Regions from separate parts of the Drosophila melanogaster genome. Here region 1 is linked to region 2. Evidence: chromatin contacts called from public Hi-C data. All regions are on one chromosome and are shown on one strand. The core of a region is the stretch at or near the end of the contact, and the rest is flanking DNA. Distances in the headings are between cores, read along the strand shown. Region 1 overlaps ftz-f1 (ftz transcription factor 1). Region 2 has its middle 10 kb from the start of CG5290.

Region 1 (2,986 bases), core at 121-2,620, 860 kb after region 2:
CTTAAAGGAGCTGGCCTTTCTCTGAGTTCCTTACCTTTGGTAGGGGGAAACTGCAGAGTCGATTAAAGGCTCGATTGACCAAATGTAAAATCCCAAATAAGAAGATTTTACTCGTTGAGTTTTTGTAAGAAACTGATTTTATTTGGAAATATCTTCGGTTTAAATAGGTGACATGAGAATCGCATCTTAAAGTAAATGGCCTACGCAGAGGCCTAAGTAAATAGTCCCCGCCTTATCGAGGTCCCACGCTCGGGCACATCTGCCTATCTTGAGCGGCGAGGACCTTATCTGTGGTCTCCCACTAAGGGACTATTTTAGGAGGCGGGGAACGATCTCAAGTGACTGACTCATGTAGTGTGCACTTAAATTACATGTTTTTGAGCAATGCACCCATGTCGCCTTAGATAACAAAATCCTAAATATAATTTATCGCTCTCGATTCATTTACATAAGATATGAACGGAGCCCAAAATTGTAAGTCTTTAAATATATTCGTGTTCATGTGTGAACACCTTCCAACCTAACAATTCCAACTTTTACCTGGATATTTGAATCAGTTGCCAGGCGGTAAAAATATGTGCCCATAAATAACCGACTTAGGCAAACAACGGTTTGCGTTTGTGTTTCGGTTTTCTTCGTTTCGGCTTTCCCAAAAAAAATAAAGAACGCTAATTGGGCGAGTTAGAGGAAAAGGTTTGGCAACACACTCCCATGTGGGTTATGCCAACTCTCCAGCAACTTTACGCCGGATTAAGCCTACCCCACGGAAAGTAAAAAGCCCACGGAAATAAATCGCGCCACCCACATTCCGATTACACCATTACTACAATCGTCTCCATTTCGCTTTTCTTATCGCACACTGCCCAAATACAAAAGATAAAGAGCGAAAGAAATGCGGTTGATTGACGAATTAAAGCCGCGAATCTCAATTAAATTGAATATAAAGAAGTCAGTATTAAAAAGTAAACAATAAATAATAGCGCAAGTAATGTGTTGTCCACAAAGCAAAATTAAGTACAAATAAAATGCGAGAAGAAGAAACGATGACAGTGTGAAATGAGCAAACACAAAAGGGGGTTGGGTGGGCGATGGGTGGCGGATGGCGAAAGGGGAGGGGGAGTGGCACAATGAAAAGAGCAAACATGGCAACAACGGCGATTACAACAAAATGCCAGCAACAATAGCAACAACAACAATCGAGAGCAGCAACAACAAGGGAAAAAGAGACAAAAACAACAGCAACGTTTTCTCTGCGGACGTCGCGTTAACGCTGCACAAAATATTATTCAAAAAACCTTGACACACTTTTCATATGCCGCACACACACACAAGCACACACGCGCACAGATACAAAGCACACTCACACACACAGATACAGATTCGCCCAGGGACGGTTTCGACCGCAATTCGCCGCTGCCAGCGCTGCTGCCACAGCCTCTGCCAGCGTCGCCGTCGCAGCGAGCCGCTCGAGGAGGAGGTCAGCTTAATGTAGATTTGTATAATAGTGTATTTCTATATATAAATGTGTCCGTCTACACTAAGAAAAAAAAAGCATACCTTACAAGAAAAAAATCGATTTGTAAAGTAAAACGCTTCTTGAACATAATTAAATAGTTAAGATATCAGATTTATTATGTACTGTTCGTTTTAGTTAATGTATATAGGAATAAGAACATAACTTGGATACATTATAAGATTATACTCATTAGCAGTATAGTACAAGAGGACTGTAATCATTCAGATGAGCAATAAAAACCCATAAATATACAACTGGCAGAGGATTTTAACATCCTAAAAGTTTGCATTTATTTATTATCTGACTTTTATCTTCACTAATCAAATACAAAAAAAAAAAGATAAAAACACTTTTAAACAAGTCCTGATTGCTATTTAATTTATTTTCAGTGCGCTTCAGAAAACTCGTAATGCACACATTTAGTCAAAGTGCACTTTTTCAATGCGCAATAAATTACGCATACCACCCATATACCCTCCCTCCCCTACTTCCCCTCCTTCCCATCATTATTTCACTTTTTTCACGCAACCTGTTCAAACCTTTTTGGCGAAAACGTAATAAATTAACGCGTATAAATTATACAATATTTAATATTTAATTTGCCTCTACTATTTTGCGTTGTTAATTTCATTAGCCATTATTATATTTGTTATAGCACATTTGTAATGAGGTCAGCTGAGTGAGTGTTGCTTCTTTTTTTTTTTTTTTTTTTTTTTTTTGTTATTTCTGTAGATCGGCAACGGCGACGCTGACTTCGCAGTCCGTCGGTCTATCTTGTCTGTCATGTGGAATATCATCACCAATCGAAAGGTGCCGTGGAACAGGTGTGGCTCAATGGGGCTTTTTTGATTGCCATGCTTTGCTCAGTTATTTATTTATACTAATCAATCACTTTGTTGAGTTAATATGGAAAGAATTTTTTTGGGCTGGGTGATCATCATTCTGAAATCATTCGCTTTATTATGATGTTGCTAAACATTTATGGTAGATTTTTTGAATAAAACATTTAAAATATAATTAGCGTATTTTAAAATACATTGTTAAATTAATAAAATGATCTATTGTTTCCCAAAATTGCATTTTCCAATAGAACAAAAACTGAAACCAAAGTAAAAAGCTGACCACAGGTCGTATACGCGATTTTTTCTAAAGAACATAAATATTTCTTGTATATACATACATATTATACATATATATTTATAAACTTTACAGGTTTTATACTTATATGATAAACAAAATATTATTTTTAGCCGACTTGTTCACATTATTAAATCCTTTTCACTTTCCCAACGTCATTCACTTTCCCTTTTTAGGATGACTCCTCTTCTTTTCCCTTTCCTTCCCTTTCGCTGTTCCATGGAATTCCCCTTATTTTATTCATATCTCAGTTGGCCTGGTGACCACGTGCTAATAGCTGACTAATCCCCGCCTGGAATTTCAATTGCAATAAGCTGAACGGAAAAATCGTTG
Region 2 (2,760 bases), core at 26-2,525:
ATAACAGCAAGGTGAAGGTTAGCATGGAAAGTCCCCCGGCCCGGTACCGAACAACACATTTCTATTTATCTAATTAACAAAATTAAAATCAACAAATGCCACACTGAATAATAAGCGATAATTTAGCAAACAGCAGTCCCCAAACAGAAACTCGCGTACAAAAACCGCCTCGAAAACAGCTTTGAAAAGAAAGAAGCAAATAGGGAACAAAGTGAAGCTCAAAATTCGGGTTTATGGCCAAGGTCAAGGACGCGCCATGACAATCAGAAAAATAAGCCAGCCAGCGTACAATGAATAAGCGAACTCAACTGAAATAAAATCAAACTGATTATGGGCCAATCTGACAGAATGTCGAAAGCGAACGATAAGTGGGGGCAATGAAAGCTGAAAGAAAGCGAAATGTGGAGTATTTTGGGGGAGAAATAATGCACTACACTTCAGAATTTTAAGATCGCAAAGATTTTGATTCTTAGGAAAAGATTAAGAAATACATATATATACAAATATGTATATTTTGACATTTCAAGTTTAATTCTTGTCACTAATTCTTATCATGATCAAGCATAATGATACATAATTCATACTGATAAGATATGAAATACTTTGGCGTACTTGTTAGCTTGTTAAATGTAATAGCAAGTTTATTATTTTTTATTGCTTTGTCTAACATTATATATATATTTAATTAATAATAACAAAGACCCCCGTTCTATGATTTCAATATTCATTCTTATATGACTGAAATATTTGAAACACCTCCATTTGGTCACGACTCACTGGCATTGCTCATACTTTTTGAGTTGCGAACTTGACATTTTCCAGATCAGATGGCACAAGATCGCAGAATCCGCAGATTAGGCCGTGGCTCTTTTCCATTTAAGCCCGTTCATCACGGCGCCAACGTGCGTCAGATAGAGACAGCGATATGGTGTCGGAGCGAGAGGGTCGTTTCCAATCACAACGACTCATAAAATAAAAGATCTGAATAATCAGCGCTGGGGGCTCGCTCGTGCTTTTAATTAATGAGCTGAACTTGGATGGCGGTGAGTAGTTTTTGTATCTGCTTCGAGCCGGGCTTTGTTTTATTTATTTTTCCAAAGTCGTTGCAAAGCGGAAGCCGAAAACGCTTGACCAGCAGCTGTCGCTTATCGTTAATCGCTATAGCTGCTGAGCTGATCTTCTCTGCTGCCCCTTTTGGCTTTTTTGGCTGCTTGGCGCCAAAGGGAAGTGGGCGCTGCTGGGGGTGGTGGCGTGTTCTACGGGGGGGTGGGGTCTTAATTGAAAGTGCAGACAGCGCTGGGTAAAGAGCAGATTCTAAAATAAAATCCAGCAGCCAGACACAGTAAAAAGGCATTAAAATGTATACAAAAGAAAAAGAAAAAGCAAAAAGTGAACAAAAAACAAACACAAAGCAAAGCCAGAGACAACAAAAATCAAATACACTGTTCAAGGTTAGGTTATCACATTGCCAAGATCAAGGTTACGTTTTTTCATTCCTTTTTTTTTGTGAGACGGACGTTTGTCAATAGGTGTGTGTGTGCGTGTGTGTGTGTGTGTGTGCCTGCGAGTCTAATTGTGCGTCTGTGGGTGTGTGAGTATCTGTGTGCGCAGTGGTTGCCGTGCCAGACAGAACGTCGATAAATTTGCGAACCTGCAAAAAGCTTCTGAAGTAAAAACTGGCTCAGACTGAAGTAATAATTTTAAGTGGCCGCTGCTCGATGATGGTCTCATTTGTGCTAGATTCTAAGATTAAAGCTCTTTAAATTTACCTTGGAAAATAATTAAACGAAGGCCCAATAGGATATTTAGTATTATTTTCTATTTATTCAACTCTACATTTGCAATCTCAAATTATTATTGAAAAGATCTATTACTAATTTTATAAATGAATTCCAATATAGATACTCAAAAGCTGCTGTATGAAATGAAGCTTTTCTTAAACAGATCAATTTTAATCTGATAATTATCATATTAAACCTAGAATGAAAACTTATAATGTCTTTAAAGAGTTTTTCGTATGTATAAGTTTTAGCTTTCTTGTAAAAATAATAGACAAGTAAATAATACATATATAAACTGAGCTGATTTAATTTTTGCGAAATATTTCGTCATATATAAAGAAAATCAAAACATTTTCCATTTAATAACAGGGAGATAACGTATTTCGCATGTGGGTTTCACCTATAAACAAAGAATATAATAAAAAAATAATATTTATTCACTTCAATAATAAATCAGTATTAAATAAATGTTAGTATCATTTACTAATCCATTATATTAAAGAACCAAAAATTCTTCTTAACTCAATACAATCTTTGCAAATTAGCGAATAAAGGGGTTATCTGCAAACGAATTTGGCAAATCGAATCAGCGACATTAAATCACTTAGCGCATTTTTCAGATTATGTTGGCACTTTTCGGGGGCTAATAAATAAATAATTTCGCTGATTAAGCTGTGATTAATTGGTAGTGGAGCCGTTGAGGAAGTTGGCCACGATTGATGGGCTGTCCCCAACGCCTGAAACTAAGGCTGTCATTTGTCATTGGGGGCCGAGGAAAAATGAAACCGAGATCGGAATCGGTATTGGAATCAAAATCGGAATCGTAAATCGCGCTGATAAGCAAATAAGCGACTCGAAATCGGAAGTGGCTGTATAACGGTGTACGGTGCATATCCATATGAATGAATGGCCCGCCAATCGAGAAACGAATCATTGAGATATGCGAAGGGAAACTGGTTCCGATCAGATCGGATCGGAT

What was found. Hi-C and Micro-C count contacts between places; a contact is called where the count stands out from the background.
Region 1: a Hi-C map of the Kc167 cell line shows a contact between it and region 2, with 1.6 times the contacts expected there. The contact joins two enhancer-like sites. A contact is called at or near these places in 1 of 107 Hi-C or Micro-C datasets (the Kc167 cell line) and 1 of 6 datasets of contacts at active chromatin or transcription factors (the Kc167 cell line).

What each region holds. Positions count from the first base shown.
Region 1 is chr3L:18,780,576-18,783,561 of dm6, forward strand. All of the region lies in intron 2 of ftz-f1 (ftz transcription factor 1), which reads right to left. The region is part of intron 2 of lncRNA:CR45939 (long non-coding RNA:CR45939); the gene reads right to left. Among named protein-coding and RNA genes, the nearest start is that of ftz-f1, 19 kb to the right of the region's middle. Within about 2 kb of position 1,371, at least 27 of the 39 cell types and tissues checked have an H3K27ac peak or open chromatin away from gene starts, as enhancers often do. A contact at or near this core is called in the Kc167 cell line, where this site is marked.
Region 2 is chr3L:17,921,421-17,924,180 of dm6, forward strand. No RefSeq gene overlaps it. Among named protein-coding and RNA genes, the nearest start is that of CG5290, 10 kb to the left of the region's middle. Within about 2 kb of position 1,276, at least 24 of the 39 cell types and tissues checked have an H3K27ac peak or open chromatin away from gene starts, as enhancers often do. A contact at or near this core is called in the Kc167 cell line, where this site is marked.